5 separate regions of the Mus musculus genome follow, and all the other regions are linked to region 3. The links are chromatin contacts, called in public promoter capture Hi-C maps. All regions are on one chromosome and are shown on one strand. The core of a region is the stretch at or near the end of the contact, and the rest is flanking DNA. Distances in the headings are between cores, read along the strand shown. Region 1 holds the start of Trappc11 (trafficking protein particle complex 11). Region 2 holds the start of Mtnr1a (melatonin receptor 1A). Region 3 holds the start of Acsl1 (acyl-CoA synthetase long-chain family member 1). Region 4 holds the start of F11 (coagulation factor XI). Region 5 holds the start of Wwc2 (WW, C2 and coiled-coil domain containing 2).

Region 1 (2,700 bases), core at 83-2,582, 1.1 Mb after region 3:
CCTTGATCTTAGAGGCTCCAAAGAAATAGCTGTGGCCCTTGAATATTGACCGGCTATAAGGGGAAGTAGAATAAACTTGCAAAGTTTTAAAATTAGCACCACCTGAGAGGTATACAGCATGAATCAAAGAAAAAAAAAGTCAAAATTTCCAGCAGTTATGTTAGAAGGGAAAAGAGAAGTTGGCTCAGAAAGCACTCCTGAAAACCCATCATTGGAGAGGCAGAGGCAGGGGGCAGTTTCAGGCCAGCCAGGGCTATGGAGATATCAAAGACAGCCTCCCAACTCCCCCCCAAAAGAAAAAGAAAGATGTGGGATTTTAGATATATTCTATTTTAGCCAACAATATTTTCCAAACATCATTATAAGTTATCGATGAACTTGTAAAAACCTATTTGTGCATTGTCTTCAAGCCTGTGCGTATTTTATAGGAACTGCACACCCTCCGTTAAACTAGCAGATTTCAAGTGCTCTCTAGCCTTCCCTTAGTTACTGGCTCTCACAGCTGACAGTGTAAATCTTTTCCAACAACGTCATGAAAACTACACCAGCAATCCCGGCTTTATTCTACCTTACAAGCTTGGACACTTGCAATGGTCCTGACTATGCTGTAGGAAAATTTAAAAAGGAACGGAACAGGACAAGTGTTGACTGAATAGATTTCAGTGACACACAGGAAAGAAATCGCTTCCTGATTTCCCGGAAAATAATGGAGAAACCAAGCAAACCATTGACAGAGAGGGAACATGGAGAAGTACAAAGTTAAGTCCTCAGCACCAGATCACCTCGTCAGTGCAATCTATCATAGAAGAGAAACAAGCTAACCCAATCAGAGTATCTACTAAAGAAGACGGCTATCAATAAACAGGTGGTTTGGGATGCAAGTCACCGGCTAACAAGCAAGGATTCAGAGACATCCGATTGCAAAACGCTCAAATGAAGAACCAAAGGGCTGTCCCTAGGATCTCAGCATTAGGCTCTAGTAGCTGCCACTGGGCAAGGAGAATAACCTCAAAGTCCTAGAAACTGACATTATTTTCCTCCACCACTCCCACCTCTCTGGCAATAATTCTTTGCAGGGGAAGGAGAAACGCCAAGATTGCATCGGTGGACGCCAAGGGGAAACGCAGGCCACCAAGCCAGCCGGGATAGCCTGGCCTGGAAGGTCTCTGGGCCCAACTCACCCTGGCCGCACGCCCTGGACCCGCTGCAGCTGCGGCGAGTCGCCGTCAGCCCCGAAAGAGGCAAGAGAGCCAGGCAGGGGCGTCTAGGAATGCGGCCACCGACAAGCAACAGCCCCAGCCGCAGACCGGGCGACAGAAGGCGACACTTCCTTTTCCCCGCCTCCGCTGGCACAGGAAGCACTTCCTGGGCTTGAGTGACAGCACTCCACACCAGTCCTGGAATAGAACGGGTTTCCTTGTTAGGAAGGTGTTCCATTTCCTAGAGGAGAAAGAGTTGGGGGCGGAAAGAGAAGGAGCCAATAGGAGACGCGATCGTGAGAAGGGGCGGGGCTTCCTCGGTACCGCCCATCAGTAACTGGTCAGAGGTCTAGGTGTCCCTTAACGTGATCCCGGTTCCCGATCACACATAACGCGATCCTGGGTTCCCGGCCCACAATCGACTGCCGGTGGCTTGGTGCTGCCGAGGATCTGGAGCGCACGAGGTCGTACCCACGGCTGCGAGGAGGATTTCTCTAGACCGAGGCGCGGAAACGGGGTGCCCCGGCCTCCCGCCCGCTGCCCGCCCGTTCATCGCGGTAGCGAACGCCGTGCGCCCGGCACGATGGGTGCCAACGAGGACCAAGAGGTGAGAACCCAGGACTAGACACCCCTGTCCCGGCGCAGGTCACGACGTGGAGCACCCAGACTTCGCACGTGTCCTTTGCTCTGAGAACCTTCTTCGCCTGTCCGGATGTCCCACGTTGGTGGTTCCCCTGCCAGATAGCACTGGGCAACCTTATGGCCAGCAAGCACGAATGGGTTACGTGAGACTCAGCCTCCCGCTTCCCTCATTTGTCATTTTTGTATTTAGGTCTTCCTAGATTTCCTTGGTAAGATGAGTGTCCTTGGTCCACGACCCTAGAGCACTTGGCCGTCCTTAAATCCCTTGTGTGGCTTAGCGCTTGTGTGTCGAGTTATTCTGTCTTCAAATCTGAACGCCTTTAAATTTGAAAACTTGTGGTCTCGTGGAAAGGGTCGATCGAGTAAGTAAAATCTCTACAGAAAAATGAATGACCCTGGTGTTTCGGTTTCTGTCCATAATGCTCAGTGAAGTCACTCCTCAGTCTGTTGTTGAGGGATATACAATATTTTTGAGCATCCTCATGTCAATCAGAATTTTGTAGTTTGTGTTTTGGTTTTTGTTGTTGTTGTTATTGGTGGTGGTGGTTTGTTTGCTTTGCAAAATATCAAAGTCGGAAGGAATAGGTCCTATAAATCACCTGTCATTGAACTTTCCAACTCTGTAATGTGTCCAGATGAAAAAGGAAAAAGAGCACCCTAGCTTGGTGAACGTGGTAGAGTAAGGATTAGAAGATAAATCCCACCTGGCGGTAGTGGTGTACGCCTTTAATCCCAGTGTTAGGGTGGCAGAGGCAGGCTGATGTCAGAGTTTGAGACTAGCCTGGTGTTCCAAAAATGCCTTCTCAAACAAAGAAGACAAATCTTATGTAGCAGTAGACTCCTTGTGTAGTAGTAGATA
Region 2 (2,700 bases), core at 3-2,502, 1.4 Mb before region 3:
GCTAATTTAAAACATTAACCTTCTTAATTCTGTGCTTTATTCTCGGTTTAGATGAAATCTCGCACATCCCAGGTTTGTCCTGAACAGCGGAGGATGACCTTGAACCTCTGATCCTTTGCCTTCCCTCCTGGGTGCTGGGGTTACGTGACTGAGGTGCCACATCCAGTTTATACAGCACTAGAAATGGAGTCTAAGATTTTGCAAATGCTGCACAGGAGCCCTAACGACAGAGCCACACGCTCAGGCCCCTCAATTCTGCATTGCATTTCTTCTTGAAATTATTGATGAACACAACCATTTTACTTAATATGATTTGTTGAGACAGGATTTTATACAGCAACACTGATTGACCACACAGCTCAAGATGCCCCCAAACTGGTGTTGATTCTCCTGCCTCAGCCTCCAGAGCTACGACACATTGTTTAATTTTAATACAGATTTTAATATTGTCATGTCATGCTTTTCTGGTATTCATCTTCTTAAAATGTATTTTCTTCATTTTTCTTCACTCTTTCAAAGGGACTTTGGAAATGCTTAGGAATTGGACAGCCATAAAATATATGGAGAGCATGAAAATTTAAGTGTTCAATATGAGAACATCATATGTTTTGTGTAAGTCTCCTTCCCCATGTTGAAGAAAGTTTTGGGGTTTTGTTCCATTCTGTACAGAGCTGGCTAATGCACTTCCCAGAAATCTTACACTGTGGTTCTACGTCTGCTTCTATTATCTCAAGTTTCTGTTTTCACTGATAGTTTCAAAAGAACATATACACCTGTCATCTGCAAATATTTACATTTTGTTTCGTTTAATTGCCAGAAACACCCAGAACAGACATTAAATCGTGCTATGCCAGACGGAAAGGGTGTGATTTAATATCATTATTACTTTATTTTTACACATCATTGACTATTAAAGTTGATGAGTTAGATTCTATTTTCATCTTCATTTTCCGGATAAGACATCCAGGGCATCTAGTCCTGGTTAGGATTCAAGTTCGTGAATCGAGGCCTTCCAGGGTGCAAGTTTCCCTCCACTTGATGCCTCCACGTGTCTCACCGAGTCTCGCCACACGGGGGCGCAACGTGCACGCACTGTGGGACCTCCGAGTCCAAGTTGCTGGGCAGTGGACAGCAGGTGTCAGCAGGCGGCAGTGGCCAAGTGCAGAGAGGGTGTCCTACCACCGGGAGGGGCTGGAGTGGGCAGGACAGCCGCGAAGCAATCATAAGGATGCAAAGTAGACGCGGGAGGGCCATAAAAAGTGGCGGAGAGGGCTCGAGCAGAGCTGAGCAGTTGAGGGCTCCGGGGCGACAGGACAATGGCCCTGGCTGTGCTGCGGTGAGGCACCCAGGGGACCATGAAGGGCAATGTCAGCGAGCTGCTCAATGCCACTCAGCAGGCTCCAGGCGGCGGGGAGGGAGGGAGACCACGACCGTCCTGGCTGGCCTCTACACTGGCCTTCATCCTCATCTTTACCATCGTGGTGGACATTCTGGGCAACCTGCTGGTCATCCTGTCTGTGTACCGCAACAAGAAGCTCAGGAACTCAGGTAGGGGCTCCGGGCACCTTTCCCAGCGCTAGCCCCATTGCGGGACACTGAGAAAACTTCAGAAAGTCCGTTTCTGAGAAATGAGACTTTGGATAATTTTCTCTCCTTTCTCTTGACCCTGTCCCTCTATAAGATGCCTTGACAAAGATCATCCAGGAGTCTTCAGTTCTTAGAGATGTAAAACTCTGTTCCCTCCCACAGCATCTCTTTACTCATCTAGATCAACGAACTCATCATCAGTTGTTTGGATTTGCATAAAATCCATTTCCCCCAACTTCGCAAAAATAGGAGAAGATGCAGAAGCCGCCAAAAACAACAGAGCTACTGCTTGGCTTTTGTTATCAGGTGTGGTTTTCAGCTAACAGCACCAAATTGCAAGGTAGTCTGGGAAGATGCTAAGAATGCTGAGGAAGCACCTTTGTTCCTCAAGTCAAATCTGCATTTTAGAAGATGAAAACTGTAGCGAGAAATGCATTTGCATAGAATATAGGACTAGAGTTAATTCTGTGTTTGAGTTACAGTTGGGGTTCCCTGGAGCAATGAGCTGACCTAGTTACCCTGCGTAAGAGCGTAAGAGCGGGTTGGTCGGTTCTCCCTAAGCTTTTTTATGCCTTCAAACAGCGTCAAGGTTGCTTGGATTTCTGTTCCTGGTTTGGAAGTAAACTTTTGGTAGAAGGGTAGAGGGGAATCCATTTGCTTAAATAAATGGCCCCAAATGATATTTTTGTCCTAAACCAGGTAGCTGGTGAAAACTCAAATTCAGGCAGCATGTGGCTCACCTTTGGCCTAGCTTCTGCAACGCTTCGGGCTGTGCAAAGTACAAGAATTAGTTTGAAAATATCTGATAATGTGAATTCAGTTTGGCTTAGAAAACGGGATGACTTCCTTTCACGGATGATCGGCCTAAACTAGAATCCAGTCTTCAGAATTCAATAGCTTGGTGGTTGTTGTTTGTGGAGCATTGGCAAAGCCCTAGGCTTGGTCTCCACCACTGTAATAAATGAATAGTTGGGATAAGCGAATAGTTGGGGGAGCACACCCCTTCTGAGAGCTAGGAGTCTCCACAAGCTGCACTGGGACCCTGAGCACCCATACAGAAAGTCCTTGAGTGAGCCCAAGGGTCGGGCATCAGACTCATTCACTTTACAGAGA
Region 3 (2,700 bases), core at 182-2,681:
GCCCTTCAGTTTCCTGTTCTACAGAAGAGGACCAAAGGTGGTACCACCTCATAGGGTTATGGACATTATAGTTGATTAACAGTGTCACCTAGTAAATGATATGTTATTAGAGGTGTTCTGGCAATAATTGTCCCTCAAATTTAAGGCAATATTAGAAAGACTTCCATCTAATGCTGGGAGCAAACCCTCCTGTACCTGGATGACTGTCTTCATGCAATAGCATGAGGTGAACCTGGCAACAATTATATTGACCTTTTTTTTTTCCCATTCAAAATGTTAGCATGATCTACATCTTACCTTAACCACACTGACCAGTTCTGGACACTGAGCAACAGTGATGGCTCTAGTATTTAACCTTTTAAAAGATTATCTTAAAGCTTTGGGGTATCTTTAAGATTTTTTAAAATGACGTTTGAAGAAGGGTTACATGCGCACATGGTAACTCACAGTCCTGAGGATTGAGAATTGCACTTCAGGCTTTGTGACAGGCATGGGCTTTAACCCAGTGAGCCATCCTACTGGCCTTGCATTGGCCGTTGGTAGCCCTTAAAAGGTTTTCCCAAGGGATTTGTCAAGTCTACAGAGCCAAGGCTGAGCAGGGCAGACAAGCCTTTAAAACTTGGCAGGTGGACACCGTCCTTGAGCAACGACTAAGTCTGCTTTTCACTTGAACCACACAGGGGCCTGGGTTGTCCAGAGATGCCTCATGGCCAGGATATTGCGGAAGTCCTGTATTCCTAGCCAAGGACTGTGGCGAAACTTGGTGTGGGGACCGTGGTGAAACTGGATTAAAGGGGTTCGTGTATATCTGTGCTAAAGAAAGATGGGACTTCTTCAGCTACCGTGGTCCCTCCAAGCAGAGAAGCAAGCAGAGAGGCTATGCCAAGGTGTCAGCTGTGGAAGAATGTTAAGGATGGAAGAGCTAAAGGGCACCTGCAACATTCCATAGCATCACATTATCAGGGTTCAGGAGACTTCCAGATTTACCCTTTGCCCTACCTCAGATTCGTTGTGAAACTAGAGGGCAGTTTGGGTGACCTTAGTGGCTTTTGCTTGCTGACAGCCATGCTCATGGACCTGAGGGAGGCCACGCCCACCTTGCGGCTTTGGAGGGAGAGGCGGAGTCAGCAGGACTGGGCGGGACCTGAAGGAGGACTGGGCCTTAAGGGGCGGGGCAAAAGACCGAGGAGGCGCGGCCGGAGGGGAAGGACTGGAGCTGGTGGGCGTGGCCTGAGAGGCACCGCGGGTCTGAGGGGCTTGGATCAGCCCAGATAGGGCGGGGCTTGGGAGGCGGGAATGGCGCCGATGGGGCGGGACCTGAGAGGAGCGGTGGGTGTGATGGGGCGGGACAGCCTCGACCTGTGCGACAGGAGGGGAGGAGCTGGCGAGGGGGAGTGGGCGCGCTAAGAGATGGGGCGGGGAGGAGCCTGCGGACGGGGCGGGGCGGCGTGGCACGGCACGCGCACTACCAGCCGCCCGGCCCTGCTGCTGCTGCTGCAACGCCGGTGGCGCAGCCAAGAGAGCAGCTGCGGCCGCGACTCCTTAAATAGCATCGCAACCCGGCGCGGGGCAGTTCGTGGATTGCAGTGACAGCCGCCTGTGGAGCAGCCCGGGCAGCGGAGGAGGTGAGTGCGCCAGCCGCGAAGGGCCGCGAGTCGGCCAAGGCGACCCTAGCCGGGCCGAGACGGGAGAACCTCCCCGCGGCTCTGCGGGACGTTCCGCTTTTCCGGCCTGGGCTCCACGGCCTCGTTTCCCTCGGCTTCGGGAGGCTCTGGGGCCGCTCCGGCGGCCGCCGCTTCCGGTGCCGGAGCCCGGGTTCCCCCGCGGGCCGTGCGCGCGCGGGGCTGGTGCACCGCGGAGTCAAGAGGTTCCTCTCTGCACGGTCCCTGGCTGGTGTGGCGGCTGGGACCTTCCCTCCCCGGCTCAGGTGCCGAGAGGTGGTCCTGCTTGCTGGGGACCCTGGCGTCTCCGCCACCGCATCCCTCGTACCCCCAGAGGCGGGGATTGTGAGGCGCGCACTCACCGCGCGTGGACACGGACTGTCCCGGTGCCGCTCTGTGACGTGCCCCTGCGCCGAGCGTTCGAGGAGGGTCAGAAGCAGCGCTCAGAGCCCGATGTCATAAGTAGAAATTCTCGCGGTGTCTCCAAGAGGAGCTCCCAGAGCCACTACACACAGTGGTGATGGAGTCATTGATTTAAGGCAATCTGGCTTTTAATTTTTTTTTAAATTAGGGAGCAAAAATGATATTTATCACCTTGAAACGTAGACCCCGAGTGCTGATACAGGACTTAAAAGATCACATGGATTAGAATCTAGAGAAGGCAGCTCCATCTAATCACTGCACTATGCCCGAGCTTACAGACCATCTTGCCACACCGCTCAAGCTCATGGTTATGGAACCTAGTTAAGAATGGCCGTTATGAAAATGCTTCCTCTTGGAACTGTGAGTATCCATCTCTAGTCTTCCCTTTAAGGACTTGACATTTGATTATGTTTCTGGGATACACGTTTCAAAACGTAATCTGTGGTTAGCCCAATGAAAATTATTAGCGTAACTCAGAAATCATCCAAACCCTTCTAGTTCACCAAAGTTAAGAACTGAAGGTCTGCAATGGGCAAGGTTAAGAATGGGAGCAACGGAAAGGAACCATCGGTTTGGAGCAATGTGGTGAGGTGTGACAACAGAAAACAGACAGGGC
Region 4 (2,700 bases), core at 151-2,650, 1.2 Mb before region 3:
ACAGGTCAAGGAATGAGCTATTTCTAAGCCATACTTAAATACTGAAGAGAGTCCTTTAAAATTGTAGTAAAGATGCTGAAGTATAACTCTTCACAGTTGATGGCTTCCAACTGGGTAAGGGAGTGGGGAGAGAAGTGGGGGAGGAAAAAGACTCACTTTTCTTTAAGGGGCTGACCATTGGGAGTTTGATCACATTCCCAACGAGTATATATTCTCAACACAAATTGATTGACTTGATGATTTTTTTTCAAGAAGGGGGGAGTGAGCTGGCAGGGCTCAAGAGTGGGAGGGTGAACTTAGAAGGAATGGAAAGTGAGTGTGATCAGGGTGCATTGTATGAAACTCTCAAGTAATAAAAAATATTATGTTAGGGGAAAATAAATACAGCAACTTACCACTAGAAACTGAGGCAAAAAAGATAAAATATAACACCTGATGTAATGAGGTCATCCTACAAAGAGAAGAATGTCACTGTTTTTAGAACAGAGTATAAATTTACAACAAGTTTGAAGACATCAGACTTTACACAGAATGAAAGGAGCAACTCCCTAGGTGGTGTTCATGGGGTCTCCCCCGTCCCCTTGGTAGTGTTAGGACAGCTCCAACACGGTGTGAGCTGCTCAGTCTAGTCAGAGTTCTGCAGAGGTCACAATGGACACTCCCTCCTCCCTGCCCTCTCTCCATCGCTGCCTCACTCCCAACTCTGAAAGCCCCCAGTCACTGTCATCTGAACCCCTCCCTAACCCAGTTTCCCATTTTTTCTTTCAACTCATTTCCTCTCTTTACATTTTTGGGTTCTCTCTCTGTCTATCTCTGTATCTCTCTTTCTCTCTCTCTGTGTGTATGCATGTATGTGAATGTGAGTGATACATATCAAAGAGCTCTGAATGATTATCCTCCTTACAACAGTTTCTATTTCTAAAACAAAAAATTACTGCAAATTCATTAATATATTGTCTTCATTACTTGTAAGTGTATGTGACCTACTAAATTCTGAACAGGCTGTTAAGACACACACACACACACACACACACACACACACACACCTTCATATCTAGGCCTTGTATTGCTCTTGAATCTTTTTCTTGAAAGAGAATTCTTACTCACTACGAGTTACTAATCTTCCCCTCTCCCTCCACGGAAGTTTTCCTTAGTTTACTACAGGGGGTGACTAAGGAGATCTACAATGTAAAATCAGATACATCTTAAAAATCAATCTCTCTCTACTGATAAAAACTAAGCCCTTATTCCAGAAGACAGGGCATTAACAGATATAAGTTGCTGAGAGAAATGCTCCTTTTGAAGCCGTACCTGCAGATACTTTCTGTCTTTGCTGTAGTCCTCGGCGGAGTGTTTGCTTTCTTTCCTATAGTCTTGTCCTTTTTCTACGTGAGCCGGTATGGAACACTGTTGCTTAAATGTTTACTTGTGCCGTTATCCTTTGTCATGTGACATCCTGTCTTTGCATAGTGTGTCTAGTGTCTGAGAATGTCCCTTTGGTCTCTGTACTGAAACCTACCCCAGAAGATCGACTAACTCTTTCAACACGCCAACTTTGTGTGTTTTCTTTCACCCGTTTGTTCAAATAAGCAACACACACAAAGGGCTGGAGAATCTGAGGTTGTCTGTGTGCCTTAGAAGTTGGAATACTCACGCTCCACTCCACAGACCCAAAGAAGCTAAATAAGAAGGAATGTCCAAGCGAGGATGCTTGAATCTTATTTAGAAGAGGGAATAAAAGAGTCATAGGAGGAAGATGGAGGAAAGGAACTGGGTGGGAGAGGGGATGGGGAGTGGGGTGAAGGGGGTTCAGGACCAGGTATGGGGAGGAACAGGAGAGATAGCCAGATGGCCATGAGAATGAATGGAAATCTGCAGCTGGCAGAGGTGGAGAGGTGGGGGGGGGGCATCTTGAAGGCATATCTGAGACCTGAGATAGGGGAGACACCAGGAATGAATGGGGGGTGATCTTAGTTGGGATTCACAGCATTGAGGATATCAAACCTAAAGAGGCTACCTCATGTAGCTAGGCAGGAACCTCAGTGGAGCAAGAGGGACAACAACCTGCCTGCAAAACTTTTGACCCAAAATTGATTCTGTCTATAAGAAATGTAGAGATGGGGGATGGAGCAGAGACTGAGGGAATGGCCAACAGTAACCAACCCAACTAGTGATCCATCCTATGGGCAAGCACCAATCCCTGATGCTATTAATGCTATGCTTGCAGACAGGAGTCTAGAAAGCCTGTCCTCTGAGAGGCTCCACCCAGCAGCTGACTCAGACGGATGCAGAGACCCACAGCCAAACAGTGGATGAAGCTTGGGGACTCTGATGGTAGAGTTGTGGGAAGGATTGAGGGCCCCAAAGGGGATGGAACTCCAAAGGAAGATCAATAGAGTCAACTAACCTGGACTGTTTTGGCTCTCAGAGACTGAACTACCACAGCATACACGGGTTGGACCTAGGCCTCCCCACACATGTAGCAGATGAACAGCTTGGTCTTCATGTGGGTCCCGAACAACTGTGTCAACTTGACATGAGCTGGAGACATCAGAGAGAGGAAATAAGTTGAGGAAATGCCTCCATGAGAAATGTAAGAGGGACAACAACCTGCCTGCAAAACTTTTGACCCAAAATTGATTCTGTCTACAAGAAATGTAGAGATGGGGGATGGAGCAGAGACTGAGGGAATGGCCCAAC
Region 5 (2,700 bases), core at 73-2,572, 1.5 Mb after region 3:
GAACTTCTTAGATCTCTTGTTTGCTTCATTCAGCTCTCCAGGTAAGAACAAAATGCTTATATCGCTGTGCAAAAACTAGGCTAAGCTTCAAGTCTGGGCTACCCACAGCTGTGGTCAAGGTTCCCTTCCAGTCTCCGTGCCACTTCACAAGGAAAATCTGACCAGGTTTCCAGGTGAGGAACCACGGTTAGAAGCAAAACTCCAAAACAGTGGTTTGTTTTTTTAATCTTAGGGGCAAAGCTACGAAGGTCGAGCCAGGAGTGGGACCCTCTCTCCACGTTCAGACCCTAGGACATGGTTCGGGGTGCGCCCTAGGAAAAGCTTGCAGTCAGTGCCCAGGAGCTAGGTATGTAAGGCAGGAGAGATGCCACAGGTGGCCCAGATGACTAGTAATTCACCATCACTTAGGCCTCCGGGAGGCCCCGAGCTCAGCGTGCCTCAGAGGTCGAAAGGTGCCCTCTCCCTCCATCTGACCAACTTTAAACAGCACACAGGAGGTCTAGAGAGGGGTCAAGTACCCACACACACACACCCTGAGCCGGCTAACTGGACTCAGGGTGCCAACCCAGGGCACCAATCCGGCCCTTCCCTTGGGACAGGGAGTGTCTACAAGTCCCCGAGGGGTGTGGGGAAGGCAGTGGGCAATGGGGCCCAAGAAGGGGCGCCTGGCGGGCAGATACAGCCGCGCCTAGGCCGACCGTCCCGCGCCTACCCCGGAGCCCCTCGGGGGGTGCAGGGCCGGCGACGCCCCACGCCCCCGGCGCCCTCCAGGTCTCCCAGACAACAGCCACCGCAGCACTTCCCGAGGCGGGTCCCCGCACCCGGCCGGGGCCCGGCCACCCACCTGTCCCGGGGGTCGATCCAGCTGGTCCTCCTGGTGTTGTGGTCGATGTAGAAAACCTTGCCGTCGTAGTCCCTGGCCTCCTCCCAGCCCCGGGGTAGCGGCAGCTGCCCGCTCCCGGCCCTCCTAGGCATGGTCGGCGGCCTCGCCGGCGAGCGGCGCCTCCATAGGGACCGGGCGCGGGGCGCGGCGGGAACGCGGGTGCCGGCGAGGGGCGTGCGGGGCGAGGGGCACGGCGAGCTACGCGCGGGGAAGCCTCGGGGATCCCTGCTCTCAGCCCTGCCGGAGATCAGTCCACCATGTCTGCGTCGGAACAGACGAGCGAGCCCTCCTCCTCCTCCTTGCCGCCGCTGCCTCCGCCTCTTCCTCCTCCTCCCCGTCCCCCTGTGGCCGCCGAGGGTCGCGGCGCCCAGGCTGCCCCGGCCGACGCCGTCTGGGCTCGGATCCGGGAAGCTCCGCGGAGCAACGGCCCGGCGGCGACTGGCCTGCTCATTTGCATGCGATTAGCATGCGCTCCGCCCCCGGCCCGCCCCGCGCCCGCCTCATCTGCATGCACATTCCTCGCCGCCACATTCCTGAGCTTAACCCTGCAGCTGCCGGGGCGGCCGCGGCGGGACGCGGGGCTGAGCCCGGGCGGGGGAGGGGAGCGACGAGGCCAGGTGGGAGGCGGTAGGGCGGAGGAATGCACAGCTCGCTCCCTCCTCTGCAGCCCGAGATGTCCCCTCTCCGCCAGACCCTTTGGGGATTTAGAGGGCTTTCTGGATGGAAAAAGAAGCCAAAGAAAAAAAAGTCTGCAACCTTCTCAACCTCTTTCCGTCTTCTAGGGAAACCACAAGACTTTCGAGAGGAAAGGGTGGGGAATGCTGTCCTGGGAAGAAGTCCCAACAAACAGTAAGGGCACAGAACGCCCCCACCCCCCCCACCCCCCCCCCCCCACGCCGCGCCCCGTGCCTTGGCTGTTCCCGGCGGTGGGGAAGTGTGCAAAAAGCGCTGGGAGTGTGTCCGGGGCGTGTCCGGGGCCGCGGCGCCCCCGAGCCTTCTGCTCAGTCTGGCCCTCGGTGACCTCACCAGGGCCTCGCGGGCCTAAGGGAGCAAAGTAAAGGCGGGTCCCTATCCATGAGAGCTGCGACATGTCCGCCCCAGTGGCCCACGGGGCAACTCCGGCCTGATCCTTAGAAGCGACAGGGCCACCCCGCCACTGTCGCCGCCAGTCAGCCCCGCGCGGGCCCTAGGGGTCCGAATCACCGGTGCTGCCCCGCCGGGTCAGGGGGCTGCACTGGCGGGGTCAGGGCCCTGTGCATCTGGCGTCCCCTTCTGGGTTTAAATCCAAGGGACATGGCTGCGTCCACTATCCAGTCCCTTCCTTCCAACTCTCTGTCCCGGGAAGTTCTCCACCCCAGTCCCGGACCGGGGGTGGGGGGTGGGGTGGCAGAAGGGGTTAATAATCACTCGGAAGGGGGCCAAGGCGGGAGTCAGTGGCCACACTTTGCTTGATCAAGGGTCCATCTGGTATGAGGTGTAGATCTCTCACAAACATTTATTTATTTAGCTATTAAGTGCTGATCGGCCCTGGGTAGGAGCCGGATGTCAGACTCCTAAGACGACAAAGCCTTGGCAGAGTCAAGACACTAAGCTTGCAGTGTCCCTTGTCCTCAGTCTGAGAAATAGCCTTTCGTCCTCAACCTTTACAGCCTGCTGTGCATTGCCAACCTTGTCAATATTCTCCCAGGCCTCTAAGCAGATGCTTTTGAAATGGCAGATTTTAGGAAGAAAGGCCCCAGAGCTCAATCCTTCACCTCTTGGTCTGAATTCCCTTAACCAGACCTGCCAATGTAATAACTTCAGGACCTAGCATTGGG

The links. Promoter capture Hi-C pulls out the DNA fragments that hold promoters and counts their contacts. Capture Hi-C pulls out chosen DNA fragments and counts their contacts.
Region 1: a contact with region 3 is called in a promoter capture Hi-C map of adipose tissue, with 4 times the contacts expected there. The contact joins the promoter of Trappc11 here to the promoter of Acsl1 in region 3. A contact is called at or near these places in 4 of 39 promoter capture datasets (the HPC-7 cell line, hippocampal neurons, neural stem cells and 1 more), 4 of 484 Hi-C or Micro-C datasets (CD4 T cells, Th1 cells, regulatory T cells and 1 more) and 2 of 9 other capture datasets (adipose tissue and liver).
Region 2: a contact with region 3 is called in a promoter capture Hi-C map of stem cell-derived epiblast-like cells, with 4 times the contacts expected there. The contact joins the promoter of Mtnr1a here to the promoter of Acsl1 in region 3. A contact is called at or near these places in 2 of 39 promoter capture datasets (the 3T3-L1 cell line and stem cell-derived epiblast-like cells).
Region 4: a promoter capture Hi-C map of stem cell-derived epiblast-like cells shows a contact between it and region 3, with 3 times the contacts expected there. The contact joins the promoter of F11 here to the promoter of Acsl1 in region 3. A contact is called at or near these places in 4 of 39 promoter capture datasets (hippocampal neurons, liver and stem cell-derived epiblast-like cells).
Region 5: a promoter capture Hi-C map of pre-B cells shows a contact between it and region 3, with 5 times the contacts expected there. The contact joins the promoter of Wwc2 here to the promoter of Acsl1 in region 3. A contact is called at or near these places in 4 of 39 promoter capture datasets (the C10 cell line, liver and pre-B cells), 1 of 484 Hi-C or Micro-C datasets (embryonic stem cells) and 1 of 9 other capture datasets (liver).

The regions. Positions count from the first base shown.
Region 1 is chr8:47,532,138-47,534,837 of GRCm38.p6, forward strand. Trappc11 (trafficking protein particle complex 11) reads right to left here and starts at 1,333. Exons shown (of 30, transcript NM_177240.3): 1 at 1,182-1,333. Rwdd4a (RWD domain containing 4A) reads left to right here and starts at 1,508. Exons shown (of 8, transcript NM_203507.3): 1 at 1,508-1,806. The coding sequence starts at 1,783.
Region 2 is chr8:45,067,855-45,070,554 of GRCm38.p6, forward strand. Mtnr1a (melatonin receptor 1A) reads left to right here and starts at 1,253. Exons shown (of 2, transcript NM_008639.3): 1 at 1,253-1,548. The coding sequence starts at 1,356.
Region 3 is chr8:46,469,606-46,472,305 of GRCm38.p6, forward strand. Acsl1 (acyl-CoA synthetase long-chain family member 1) reads left to right here and starts at 1,432. Exons shown (of 21, transcript NM_007981.4): 1 at 1,432-1,625. It overlaps Gm31050 (a long non-coding RNA gene), which reads right to left and starts at 1,445. Exons shown (of 2, transcript XR_378936.3): 1 at 1,000-1,445; 2 at 386-894.
Region 4 is chr8:45,260,631-45,263,330 of GRCm38.p6, forward strand. It overlaps F11 (coagulation factor XI), which reads right to left and starts at 1,401. Exons shown (of 15, transcript NM_028066.2): 1 at 1,312-1,401; 2 at 396-451. The coding sequence starts at 450. The region is part of intron 3 of Gm30504 (a long non-coding RNA gene); the gene reads left to right.
Region 5 is chr8:47,989,222-47,991,921 of GRCm38.p6, forward strand. Wwc2 (WW, C2 and coiled-coil domain containing 2) reads right to left here and starts at 1,323. Exons shown (of 23, transcript NM_133791.5): 1 at 845-1,323. The coding sequence starts at 975.